Linked DNA regions of Capra hircus: region 2 is linked to region 1. A link is a contact called in public Hi-C data. All regions are on one chromosome and are shown on one strand. Each heading gives the region's core, a stretch centred on a gene start, on an enhancer-like site or on the middle of the called end of the contact. The rest is flanking DNA. Distances are from core to core; before and after follow the strand shown.

The links. Hi-C and Micro-C count contacts between places; a contact is called where the count stands out from the background.
Region 2: a Hi-C map of blood shows a contact between it and region 1, with 5 times the contacts expected there. The contact joins two enhancer-like sites. A contact is called at or near these places in 3 of 5 Hi-C or Micro-C datasets (all in blood).

The regions. Positions count from the first base shown.
Region 1 is chr17:18,541,788-18,548,623 of ARS1.2, reverse strand. It overlaps HIP1R (huntingtin-interacting protein 1-related protein), which reads right to left. Exons shown (of 32, transcript XM_018061333.1): 5 at 6,693-6,773; 6 at 6,277-6,353; 7 at 5,976-6,037; 8 at 4,192-4,332; 9 at 3,455-3,512; 10 at 3,260-3,335; 11 at 2,946-3,086; 12 at 2,796-2,857; 13 at 2,511-2,583; 14 at 2,241-2,424; 15 at 2,064-2,152; 16 at 1,866-1,982; 17 at 1,639-1,740; 18 at 1,216-1,410; 4 more. Among named protein-coding and RNA genes, the nearest start is that of HIP1R, 20 kb to the right of the region's middle. Within about 2 kb of position 4,568, at least 1 of the 5 cell types and tissues checked has an H3K27ac peak or open chromatin away from gene starts, as enhancers often do.
Region 2 is chr17:18,625,708-18,632,079 of ARS1.2, reverse strand. It overlaps ABCB9 (ATP-binding cassette sub-family B member 9), which reads left to right. Exons shown (of 12, transcript XM_018061336.1): 5 at 1-112; 6 at 2,813-3,010; 7 at 4,284-4,412. Among named protein-coding and RNA genes, the nearest start is that of ABCB9, 17 kb to the left of the region's middle. Within about 2 kb of position 1,434, at least 3 of the 5 cell types and tissues checked have an H3K27ac peak or open chromatin away from gene starts, as enhancers often do.

The DNA.
Region 1 (6,836 bases), core at 3,319-5,818:
GTTGTTCCTGCAGCTGCCCCACGAGCTCCAGCGCCCGGGCCCCACACTCCCTGCAGGTGTCAATCAGGCCTGGGGCGGGGGAGAGGGCTGTAAGGGGGGAGCCCTGGACGACCCCGGCCTGGCCTGACGCCAGGACCTCTCTGCAGCCACCCCCTTCCCAGGTCCACAAGGACCACGTGTAACGCGCGCCGGGCCCACTTACGGTCAGCAGGGTCGGTGGGGGCCAGGTGGGAGGTGGCGCTGCCATGGACGATGGTGTCCGCAGTCAGGTGCGAGAACCGGGTCAGGGCCGCCACGAGGCCAGAGGCGTCTGCTTGGGGAGGACGACACACCCTAATGCTGCTGCCTCAGAGCCAGGCCTGGTGCTGCCTCCCCTGCCCAAGAGCCCCAAGGGCCCCAGCAGCCCAGCTCCCAGAGTGCGGTGGGGAGCGGGGCAGGCCCAGGTCACGCAGCTACAAAGCAGCAGAGCAGGAACCAAACCAGGGTCTGTGGGACCCCAGGCCCAGAGGGTGAGTGGGCTCCAGGGTGTGGCTCCCTGAAGACGCGGCCCGCAGGCAGCAATGGCCGGTGGGCACCGCAGCCTGTGGCCTCTGTCCCCTGCCCTGCCCTGTCCCGGGCCCATGCCCGTGGCACTCACCTGCCCTGGAGGTTAGGTACTGGGCATGGCCCTTCTCCAGGGCGCTCACCGCGTCCAGGGCGGCCTGGGCCCTGCTCACTAGGTAGTCTGCCAGACAAGGAGGCCAGGTCAGAGGTGGGGCCTGGGCTGAGGCCCCAGCACCCAGCCCACCTCTCTCAGGGTGTTGGGGGGGGAGGGACAGTGGGCAGGCGGGCAGCCCTACCTGGGGAGCTGGTGCAGCGCAGGTGCAGGGGGTCGTCCAGCTTGCCCACCGCGTCCTGCAGGATGCGTCTGGCCTCCACGGCAGTAGCCCGAAGCATGGCGAACTGCTCGTCCAGCAGCCTCTGCTGCAGCCCCTGCTCCTGAGACTCCTGGAGGACGGGGGAAACAGAGGGGTGGCTGAGACCCCCGCCAGGTCAGCTAGCCAGGTGCCCCCTAAGACCCTCGCTGGGGAGGGGGCTCTGGACACAGGCCCTGCTCCACCCCTCAGTGCCTGGGTGGTTCCTGCCAGAGCAGGGCAGCCAGCTCAGTGCTAAGAAGGGCTCCTGTCCCCACGCAGCTATCACACAGGGAGGGCGAGCCCCGCTACCTTCTCCTACCTTGTCCGCCAGCCGCCCCTGCAGCTCGTCCCTCTCCCGGGAGCTGCGCTGCTGCTCCTGGCTCAGCGCCTCCTCCTTCTCCCGAGCCAGACTCTGGGCCGCCAGCAGGTCGGCCTCGCGCTGCCGCACAACCCTGCTCAGCTCGTCCCTGTCCGCACTCAGTGCATCCAGCCTGGAGCTCAGCTCCGACCCGCTCTGTGAACACCCGGCGTGTGAGTGGGCTTCCAGATGCCTGCCTGCCCTATCCCCACCTGAATTCACAGACAGTTGCTAGGGGCCCACGAGACTGGGGAGGAGGGACTGAGAGCCAAGCAAGGGCCAGATCCCGCTTCCCGAGTGTCCCCTGGTGCTGGTCCCAGCTGCACCCCAAACCAAGGGCCCCTCTGAACCAACCCTGTGCCCCCAGCCAGGGAGGCCCCACACCTGCTCCGTGCGGCTCAGCGCCTCCTGCACATGCACCAGTTCTCTTGCCTTGGCCTCCAGCTCCCTCTTGAGCTTCTCCAGCTGGTCACTCTGCTCTTCCAGCTGGACGCGGTGGGACAGGATGTTACAGGGGGCAGTGGAGAGGGGCGTGCTCTGGGCATGGTGGGGGGTGCTCTGGGCATGGTGGGGGTGGGGGTGGGGGTGGGGGTGGGGGCTCCAAAACGTACCTTCATCTCTGACTCCCGCTTCACCTGCTCCACCTGGAAGGCCAGCTGCTCCTTCACCCGCGCCACCTCCTCCTGGCTCTGCTGCGTCACGGTCAGCTGCTTGGCTGTGTCCGCGTTCTGCACGGACAGACCGGAGGGGTTTGGTTCGGGCTCCGCCATGCTCGGGCTCCCCTCCCGCCCCTCCGAGTAGGGGCCCACCTTCCTCAGCAGCTCCGCGTGCGTGTTGATGAGCTCGCTGTGCTTTTCCTTCAGCTTGTTGTAGCGGGCTTCCGTAGCGCTGGCCTTCTCTGTGGGGACGGAAGAGGCCGTGGCCATGACCGCCCCAACTCGGGAACAGCTCCCCCCACTGCCCTACACCTAGCCCTGCCCACATACTCTCGGCCTCTTCGCGCAGCCCCTGGTTCCGCTCGCCCTCCACTTGGGCGGCGCGCAACTGGGCCAGCTCATGGCGGAGCTGCTCGTTGTCCACCAGGGCCTTCTGCTTCTGCTTCCGCTGCTCCTCCAGCTCGGCCTCCAGTGCGTTGACCTGGCCCTTCAGCTGCGCGATGAACCGCTGGGCCTGGGAGGCAGGAGCGGCGCGGGTGTGGGTGTGGGGCCCGCAGGCCGGCCAGCCCTGGGCCCAGCCCCACCGCCCGCGCCCCTCACCTCTAGCTTGATCTTGTCCAGCTCGCTGCGAAGCATCTCCACCTCTCGCTTCAAGGCCTCGATCTGGAGGTCCCTGGGGACAGAGGTCAGCGGGCCCTGACGCTCAAGCTCAGTCACCCAGGGCCCTCGGGGAACTGAGGCACAGCCACCGGTCTTATCTTCAGTGGATTTGGGCATCTCCTGCTTGTGTCCCCCACCCGTGGTCTTTCAGGATCACAGCTCCCTGAAGGCTGCTGGTCCCCATCCCCACCGCCCCGCACTGCACTGGGCTCCCCAGGCCCTCACCTGTCATCCTTCACGGAGCCGTTGGGGGGTCCAAAGGTCTGTTCGAAGAGGTCCGCCACCACCTGCCACGGGCAACAATGCTTGCTCGGTGAGTTCCGCCCGGCTCCCCCAGGGGACCGAGGGAGGAGGAAGGGAGGGGGCGCCGCTCACCACTGGCTCCCCCGCCGGGGGCCCCGTGCTGATCTCAATGAGGTTCTCAGGTTCTTCGTCCTCAGGGGCCTCCTCGGGGATCACTACTACCGGCTTGATGTGCTCGGCCAGGGCCGAGGCCCGCAGGAAGTTGGGGGGTCCCTGCAGAGGCAGTGGGTTAAAGCTTCGGGGCGCTCCCCGCCCCAACAACCAGGAAGCCCCTCCCTCTGCCGACCCCCCAGCCACACGTCCCCCCCACCCCCACCCCCGCCAACCCCAGCGCAGGGACAGGGAGGGCTGCAGCCCCGGCGGCGGCCACTGGAGGGCGCAGGTACCTCGGGCAGCCGGGGGATCTGGATCAGCCGCTTGAAGTAGAGCATGTCCGAGGCTCTGCGGAAGAAGTTCCTGAGGCTGCGGGAGGGAGGGAGGCGGGAGGTCAGGAGCCAGGACCCGGCCCGCAGCCCCGGCGCGCCGTGGCCAGAGCCGAGGAGTCCCGTTCTTGCCATCCTCAACCCCGCCCGGGCCGGTACCTGTGAAACTGCTCGTGGAACCGGTCCCTGTGACCTTGCAGGGTGTCCGCTGGGAGACCTGGGGGCAGCAAGGTTGAAGGGGGCTTCGTCTCTGCTCACCGTTCTGAGACTTCAAAGGGTTCCCTTCCGGCCCCATCCTTGCTCCTCCCCCTTCTAGAAACCATCGGAGACTAGAGACAAGACCTCCTGCCACCTGGTTGGCTCCCACCCACCATCAGGAGGACCCTTTGTGAGGGGGTCAGGCTTTCAACTGAGTGAGCGAAGGATGGGCGGAACCTCAACCACAGCCCACTGCCCGCCAGGCTCTGCCGGTGCGTCAGGACTGGAGCCTGCCCACGGCTGACGGTGGAACAGCGCACAGACCCTTCTGAACACTAAAGAACCACCACAGGACCCCCCCCTGGTCCTCCCCAGCAGCACAGGAGAAGCTCCACTGCGGCCACTGAGGCCAGGCGGTCAAGAGAACTGCAAACATGTAAATCTCTGCAGCTTTCCCTTCTAAATCTTTGTTTTGGAAAATAGTGATTTTTTTTTCTATAACAAATATGTTATTTCTATTAATGGGAAATGGGCTTATTACTCATTATATAAATAATAAATAAATATTTATAAATAATAAATGAACATCTTAAAGACTGCTCAATTCCCATCCCTAACACAGGCTGTCCGCACAGCCCTCTGGGGCTTCGGCTGACCCTCAGGGCCGAGGCAGCAGGGTTGAGGGCACAGGGACTCACAGGAGTGCAGCTTGAACATGAGCTTGACCGTGTAGTGGTAGAGGTGGCTGCAGTCCTGGATGACCTGGATGAGGGGGGCCAGGCGGCACTGGCCTGAGGACATCTGGGACACGGCAATGGCCGTGTTGAGCTGCCGGAAAACTGCAGAAAAGAGGGGCGGGAGGAGCCTGAATGGGGGACCAGCAGACACCAGTGTGGAGCCTACTCCGGTCACAGGAGTAGGGATGACCACGGTGAGGACAGCTGGCTGTCACCCGAAGACAGGGCAATGGCCTGGGTTCCTGGCCTCATCAGTCCTGCTGGGCAGTGGGACTCGACCCCAGGCTCTCGGGAACTGGTGCGCTCCTCGAGGTGAGGATGGACCCCAGGCGCTGAAGCGGCTGCAGACTGAGGCCCAGCCTCCCACCAATGGAGGTGGCATCAAGGCAGGGGCACACGAACCCCAGCTCAGCTCGGCCAGCAACTCTCTTCTCCTGAGAGCCTCCAGGCAGCAGGCCCGAGGATCCGGGCGACTTCGACAGTCCTGTACCCACAGGCTCCCCCCTCACTCTGAATCTGAGACACCTAAGGTTGCCCAGATGTGGAACAGCCTGTGCTTGGCTAATCTCATAGCAGGAGATTCAGGATGTGGTCCTGCAAACCCCAAGGGACCCCAAAACCTCACTTGCACCCGGGGTCAATCTTCCCTGCCCCTGAGAATCATCCTTTCATCCGATGGACCAAGCAGGAGGGAAAGAGACAGACGTACTGCTGCCCCAGGCCAGGGCCCTCTCTGGGGCAGGGAGAGACATGAGTAGGTGACACCTGGGGCCGCCCATGGGGGACACTGTTCCAGACGGGTGGCCTCTAACCCGGGCGTGCTCTCGCCTTGCCTGGGGTGGGGCCAACCTGCAAACCTCCAGGGTGATACGAGGACGCCCGGGACGGAAGGGCTGAGGAGGAAGGCACAACACCCACTTAAACCTTAATTCTTAGTTACATGTCACGCCAAGTATGTTTTCCTTGTAAAAAAAAAAAATCTAAGTACACGTAAAATACAATTTGGGGTTTTAAAACACAATGCAGTCACTTCTCATCTGGGGGGTGTTTAGGACGTTTCCATTTGGGGCTGTTAGAAAGCTCAGGGTGGGGAATGCCCATTCCCCCTCATGCTGTTTCTCCAGGAGATGCTGGCACGTGGGGTGGGGGTGCCCTCGGGGAGAGGCACACCTCCGGACAGCTGCCCCCGACCCCACACCACCTGGCCGCAGGGTCCAGACACCGGTGCCAGGAGGCTGCCCGGACCCACTCTTTCTAACTCCTGGCTTCCCCTTAAAAAGGCATCTGCCTCTCACTCTCCTATAGAGCGCACCAAGTCACCCACAAATTGTCTCTAAGCCGCCACTCAAAACCATCACCTCTGCAGCCCTGGTGGCGGGGGAAGGGGGCGGCGGTGCTGAGATATCCTGTCCTACGGCTGCTGGGTTCCTGGGCAGGGAGATCTGAAGTGATTCAGAGGCCTTTCACAGCAGAGAACGGGTGGGACTGTCCCAAACCAACTGCCCTGGGTAGGAGGTGGTCGGAAACCTGAAGACATGGCTCCTGGGGTCCCCCCACCCTTCCCTCCCCTCTCCTACCTCGGGGCCAACAGAGTGGGGCTCCTTCTGCCAGACCATGCCCTGGACATGCCCACCGGGGGCCTGGCATCCTGCAGGGGTGAAATGGCCTCTCCTCCCTGTGCTTTGGGGGCACCTGGAGGCCCCATGACCAAGGACTACACGCCTGAGGTCCCCCCGGCAGCTCACCTGATTCAGAGAGCTTCAGCTCGCAGTCCATGTAATCGAACATCTCCACGGTGAGCTGGAAGCTACAGGGGAAGGAGGAAGAGCTGGGTGGGAGGGATGCGGGGCGCGCCCCCAGCCCCCCAGGCGGGAGGGATGCTTGTGGCCACACCCTCGCATGGATACCCAGATGGTGGTCCTTCAGCCGAAACACCCAGTTCTGCGTGAGCCCATCCCTTTAGCTTCAGCCTCATCTCCTGGGCACACATGACCTTCGGCCCCGGGACAGGGCACGACCCCCACCCCAGGGAGCCAGGGGACTCACATGTTGTTGATGTCGGTCCCAGCCGCCTTCTCCAGCACCTCGTCTGTCACCTCCAGGCCTGCAGGGAACTGCGGGTGCTGTGGAGAGGACACCCCCACGCAACCTCAGCCCCCCTCGGCTCTGGCCCAATGCAGCTTCCAGTCTTTGAGGGAGGGAAGGGGCCGGAGAAGCAGCCCCCCGACCCCAGCCTGTGGAGCCACCACCTGCCCCGGGCACTGCTTGCGGACACAGAGGCGGAGAGGATGGGAGGTCCAGCCGGAGCCCCACGTTGGGAACCGCCCCTGGGCCTTCTGACTTCCCTGCCGTCTGTACGGAGTGTCCCCCAGGGACAGGCGGGGACAGGACAGACCCCATCCTCCTCAATGTCACGGTGGTGGAGCAGGGGGAAAAGCCCCAGACTCTCCTGAGGAAGCTACCTTGAGGTGAAAGGAGATCTTGGTCAGCAAGAGTTTGGTGTAAATATTCACCAGCTGCCCGTATCGGTCGTGCAAGTGGCCCTGTGGAGAAAGCCCCGGGTGAGGATGTGCCCGGGAACCCCGCGGGCCCAGCAAGGAAGCCGA
Region 2 (6,372 bases), core at 185-2,684, 87 kb before region 1:
CACAGGTGTGGTGGTCTTCATGTTCAGCCTCTCGTGGCAGCTCTCCCTGGTCACCTTCATGGGTTTCCCCATCATCATGATGGTGTCCGACATCTACGGCAAGTACTACAAGGTAGGCCCCGCCTGATCCCCACTGGGGTCTCCCCACCAGCAGCTCTCAAATGACCCCTTAGGATGGGCTCAGAGGGCCACTGGGGGCTAATGAGGGACTTGTCTTAAAACTGAGTTTGCGTTCACTCATTCGATAATCAGACAGGACCCCTGTCCCCATGGAGCTTATATTCTAATAGAGCCAGCCGATAAATAGCAACAATGACAATGATGGAAATATATAACACAGTCATAGCTCAGTCGGTAAAGAATCTACCTGCAATGCAGGAGACCCGGGTTCAATTCCTGGGTCGGGAAGATCCCCTGGAGGAGGAAATGGCAACCCACTCCAGTATTCTTGCCTGGAGAATCCCATGGACAGAGGAGCCTGCCAGGCTGCCCCTTGGCAGTCCATGGGGTCACAAGAGTCGGACACGACTTAACGACTAGAGATATAATACAATAAAAGTTGGAGGAGATAAGGAGATAAATGAAAAGAAATAGCATAATAGAGAGCATTGGGGTTGGTTGCAGTTTTGTTTTATTTTTAGAGTTGTGTCTTTCTTTCGCTACCCTTTTTTAAACTTTTTATTTGTTTTGTTTTTGGCTGCTCTGCACCTTCACTGCTGTGCTTGGGCTTTCTCTCACTGCGGTGAGCAGGGACTACTTTCTGGTTGTGGTGTACGGGCTTCTCGTTGCGGTGGCTCCTCTTGATGCACAGGCTCTGGGGTGCAGGCTCAGTAATTGTGGTACACAGGCTTAGCTGCTGCAAGCCATGTGGGATCTTCCTGGACAACGGATGGAATCTGTGTCCCCTGCATTGGCAAGTGGATCCTTAACCGCTGGACCGCCACGGAAGTCCCAGGCTGCAATTTTAAATTGGTCTTTCTGAGAAGGTGGCCTTTGAGTAAAGAGGTGGACATATTGGGGAAGCTCGTTCCAAGCAGAGGGCACAGCCAGTGCAAAGGCCCTGAGGTGGGACCGTGACTGGCCTGTTTGAGGAGCCTCAGGAAGGCTGGTGAGGCCGGAACCAGAAGTGAGGAGAGAGCCGGGAGGTGATGGGGGGTTAGATGGTATATGCCTTTGTGGGAAGTTTGGGTTTCACTCTGAGTGCAAAGTTTGCTCTCTTTCTCTAGAGTGTATGTTCAAGGTAGGGGCGGGGGGTGGAGGCACCCAGGCCCCCATGATCAAGGCCCTCACCCAAGATGCAATGGTGGGCAAGCAGTAGTCCCCTCCGGCTGCCCCCAGTGCTGCTGTCAGAAGGATCAGCCTGTAAGCGAAGCCCCTGCCTCACCTTCCTCCTGGTTCCCACAGTGGTGGGTGCCTCTGAGCTCTCAGGGCCCCAGGGTGGGTGCAGGCAGGTGCAGGCAGCCCCTTCCCCAGTGATCCAGGCCTGAGGGGGACAGGGGCGCTCCTGAGCAGGGCACTTGGACCCTGAGGTCCCCACTTGGTCAGGACTCTTAGTGCCCATGACCTAAGGCCAGCGCCTAAATGAATCCATTCCCCACAGCCCACTATGTCACCCTCCTGCAGAGCCCAGTCACCCAGGAGGGCCCTCTCCCCCGGAGGTCTGGACCACTGGCCTTGCTGTTTTTGTCCCTGAGGAGAGAAAGTAAATATATGAGTTAGAGTCAGAGCAGTTTCCCTTCCACCCCACCCTTCCTGCCTTCCTGCCAGCCCCTGGGAGGGGCCAGGAAGCCCTGGAGCGCCCCGCATCACATCAGCCCTGCCTCTGTGCACACCTCAGGCTCCACCTTCAGGATCAAGGGTGCGGCCTCAAGCAAGCCCTATTTAGGTCTCGTACCTGTACCCCATGTATAGGGTACCATCACTGAGTCATCACCACAAGCCACACACATCGTCCGCAGCCAGACATGACTCAAGGCAGTGTGGCTCCTCCCAGGGTGCCTGAGCCTGAGTACACTGCGTGCTTCCGATGGCCTGGGCGTGACTCGCAGGTCATGAGACATGCCAATGTAGGAGCCTCCTGGGCAGCCTTCCTGGGCAGCCTTCCTGGCTGGTGTAAAGTTCTGAGTGTGGTAACTGTCGCAAAGCCTGCGTAGCGAGGCCCAGGGACTGCTTCCGGAACTCTGTGGGCAGCAGTCCGATGGTCATGTTCTTGGAACCACTTCTCAGCCATCCATCCCCAGTTATAAGCACACGATGTGGGCAGATTTCACAGCCCGTGGCCTCCACCACCATCTAGAACTCAGCTAAGAGTTCTGGAATCTCTGTGCTAGATTTCAGTCTCTCACATAATTTAATGTATGTTGCTGGATGTAAATGGTGCCGCCTTAATAGGTAGTGTTTCTTGTGCAGTATACAACCTGAACAACCATCCAGAGCATCCCTGCTCTTATGCCAGCTCAGGATCAGAAATCGAGACTCGTTTTCTGAGAAGGTTATGCATGGTCATGCATAACTTTCTCTGAATACTAGACAGAGATAACTTCACGATCAGTGGCCCATCCCTCGGGAGATAGAGCCTCAGGAGCTCACCCCCAAATCCCAGCTGGAGTCTGTTGTCTGAGCTCAGCAAATCACGCTAGGAGGAGATGGGGGAGGAAGGGGAGCTAGGTCTCATCCCCTTGTCCCTGGAACTCCCTGCATAGATCTGACACCAACTAAAGACAGAAAGCCCCAGAGAGACCTGGGGCTCGGGCAGAGGGTGAGCCTATCTGTTTCGAGGTCTCCTCCTCTTTGTCCCCGCTCCCACCCATAGAGGCTCTCCAAAGAGGTCCAGAGTGCTCTGGCCAGAGCCAGCAGCACGGCCGAGGAGACCATCAGCGCCATGAAGACAGTGCGGAGCTTTGCCAACGAGGAGGAGGAGGCGGAGGTGTACTCGCGGAAGCTGCAGCAGGTGTACAAGCTGAACAGGAAGGAAGCTGCGGCCTACATGTACTACGTCTGGGGCAGCGGGGTATGTGCCCCCAGCCCGGGCAGGTCTGACACAAAGATGGAGGACCCCTTAGTCAGTACATTGGCCCAGGTCCCTGCATGCTGGTGTGACACTTGACTTTGTCCTGACTTTCTGCTTGTCCTCAGAGGATCTTTCTGGAAAGAAACGTAGATTCCTGTGAATGTCCCCCCAGGACACTCCTTCTTACCTCTCACCTGGGTGTGGGGTGGCCAGGCAGGAACTTTCTTTTCCCTGTTGGGAAGACACCCCTGCCAAGATGGGGAGTCACCCCGAGGCCACCTGGGGATGCGACCTGAGCAGATTCCCGGCAGGTCCTAGAGCGTCCGGCTCACTCCCTGGGGACACGTTCCAGCCCCTCCTGGAGAAGAAGCACGTGGGGCCTGTCACTGTGTGCTGGCCACGCCCGAGGGTGGGCTGTCGGGGAAGAGCTGGGGTAGGCATGAGGAGGGTTTGGGATTTAAGGGCAAGGAAGGAGCCGGTGATCTACAGACAAGAAGGGGATAAGGACCTTCTGGGACCTCCCCCCACCCAGGGTAACCCCTCCTCAAAAGTGCCCAGCCAGAGGGGAGAAAGGCCTAAAATCCAGCTAGCCAAGTCTCCTGGCAGTCTGCCCACCAGCAAGGGTGCCTCTTGCTGCTTGTGCCAAGGCACTGTGGTCCAGCTATGGGTCTAGTTCCGACCCAGCATCGCTGGCTTGGAATGAGGAGGGGCAGATAGGGACCCCGACTGGGTTGTGTCATGGGTATGCAGGTTCCACTCCTCTCGCAGACACTCTCCGGGCACCAGAGGGGGCGGGAGGCAAGCACACCCCAGACACAGCCCCTCCTTCCTGGTAATACTGACCTCATCTGCTTGGCCTGGCTTGCTGTGTGACCTTAGCCAGAAGACTCAGCCTCTCTGAACCATGCTCTTCCCAATAAGGAGGAGACGAATAGCTCCAGTTTGGCCTCGCTGAGGCGCTTGGTGTGTATGCCAGAGCCTGACAAAGAAAGCCTTGTTCCCGACCAGGCTCATGGCCTGTTCCAGCAGGGGGCCTTTGCAGGGAAAAACTCCCTGGTAGGGGTGGGGAGGGTGTGAGTGACAGAGGGGCACCAGCTCGTGGGAGGCCGTCCCTGCCACTGGCTGGACTTGCAGTTTGTGACTGTGCGTGCAGAGTCCACGGCTGCTCTCACCTCCCCTGCAGCCTGTGGGGCGGGGAGACAGAGGGAATGGGGTTGTGGATCTAAGTCAAGGGCCCCCGAGAGTCAGACTCCGCTTTCCGTCTGCCCTGCAGCTCACACTGCTTGTGGTCCAGGTCAGCATCCTCTACTACGGGGGCCACCTCGTCATCTCGGGGCAGATGACCAGTGGCAACCTCATCTCCTTCATCATCTATGAGTTTGTCCTGGGAGACTGTATGGAGGTGAGGGGCTGGCTGGGGGAGGGGGGGGGCGGTCCTGGGGAGGAGGGAGAGGTAAGGGGGAGGGATCTGAATGGGGTTCTCCAGGGTCCACAGGAGGTGGCATTTCTTTCTAAAGGACATGATAATACCAACAAGGAGACTAACACTAACCTGTGACAGCAATTTTGCGGAGCAGAGTGGCAGCAACAGAGATTATTTCAGAAGATGCCCCTAAGCACCTGTACAAGGTCCAGTGCTCCCTGGGTCCCCATTTCCCAGAAAAAGAAGCTGAGGCTCAGAGTGGTTCAGTGACCTGCCCCCCATGTTTGTAGGGGTTCCCAGTTTGAAGCCAGATGGTCTGACTTTATTTTAACCCACTTTAAAGAGCAGCTCTATGGAAAAAGAAGAGTGGGTTGGTTTTTTAAATGGATTATGTCTTATATATATGTATATACATGTGTATATATATACACATACAGTATTTCAATTTTATTTTAAAATCTATTTGGCTGTGCCTGGTCTTAGTTGCGTCATGCAGGATCTAATTCCTGGATCAGGGATCGAACCCGGGCCCCCCACTTTGGGAGCCTGAAGCCTTAGCCACTGGGGCAGCAGGGAAGTCCTTGTAGATTAACTCTTAATTTGGCTTCTCCCTCCAGCAGGCCCTGAGATGAGGGAGCTGGGGAGCTTGTGCCTAAATTGCCATCAGTCACTTCCAGAGGATGCACAGAGTGAGGGTGTTAGCTCTCTGGTCTGACCCCACCCCCCCTCCCACAAAGCCCTCCAGCACTAAGGTGGAGCCTGTGTGTCCTGCAGTGGTAAAGCTGTGGGGGTCAGGGGCGGGTTAGTGTCTTCCGCAGACGGTACTTTGCCTTAGCTCCAGTCAGACTCACAGTGTCATCTGAATCAGCATCAAGGAAGCCATGCTTCCGAAACATCCGCAGCAGTGGGCAGAGACATGTGTCCCAGGATGTCCAGTGTGGCATAGTTTATAACAGTGAAAAGCTGAATGCTTGTCAACCAGTGATTGGGCAATACGGTATATCCGTATGCTGGAAACAGTCCGTCTGTGCTACGAAAACTAGGCAGCAGCCACAGGAGCGAGGCAGAGCGGTGTGCACTGGTGCAGAGAACCCCAAGACACAGAATTAGTGCAAAAGCTAATCTCTGAGTCATAGGGATGGGCTGATCTCATGGTTTTCTTTCGTCTCAAAATTATTTAATTATGTACTTGCATGTGTTTGTAAAAGCACAGAGAAAGGACTTGAAAGACACAGTACCCTGATAACCGGGACCACCTCTGGGATGAGGGATAGAGAACAGTGTCTACACAGCACTTGTGTCTTAATATGAGTAATTATATGTGGATGTTAACAGCTGTGGGGTATTGAGGGCTTCCTATGTGCTGAGTACTGTCTTCACAGAACCATAATACAGGCACTAATATTACCCCCATTTCATCAACCAGGACCCTCAGTCACAGATCATAAGGGCCTGAACTCGGGAGCCAGACGCCGGGGTTCGAATCCTGGTTCTGCCGCTTCTCCATCTGTGTGGCCTGGGGGAAGTTACTTGAGCACTCTGTGCCTCGGTTTCCTTATCATCACAGAGGAGCTAATGATAGCAGCTACCTCATAAGACATATATGCACTCAGTAAAATGAGTCATTATTCACATTTGTACTTGTGTATATTTTTACCCAAGGAAATGTATAGTATAAATTTAGGGCCGTTTTTATCATCGAAATTTAAAAATTCTGCGGCAGCTGAAAAGGGCAGGTCCAATTCCTGTTCTGCTACATTCTGGCTTCTCTGCAATTTCATTTCTTCTTCTGGAGGGTGATAACGCCTACCCTGCTGGACAGTGATGAGGTTTATGAGCTGTAACACATAAAGCATCAGTATTTTTTTATCACTGTCTTCATTTTTTGCATCCTCGTCCTGGTCTGCTGTACCAGCCGGTGGGGCTCTGACAGCCTCCT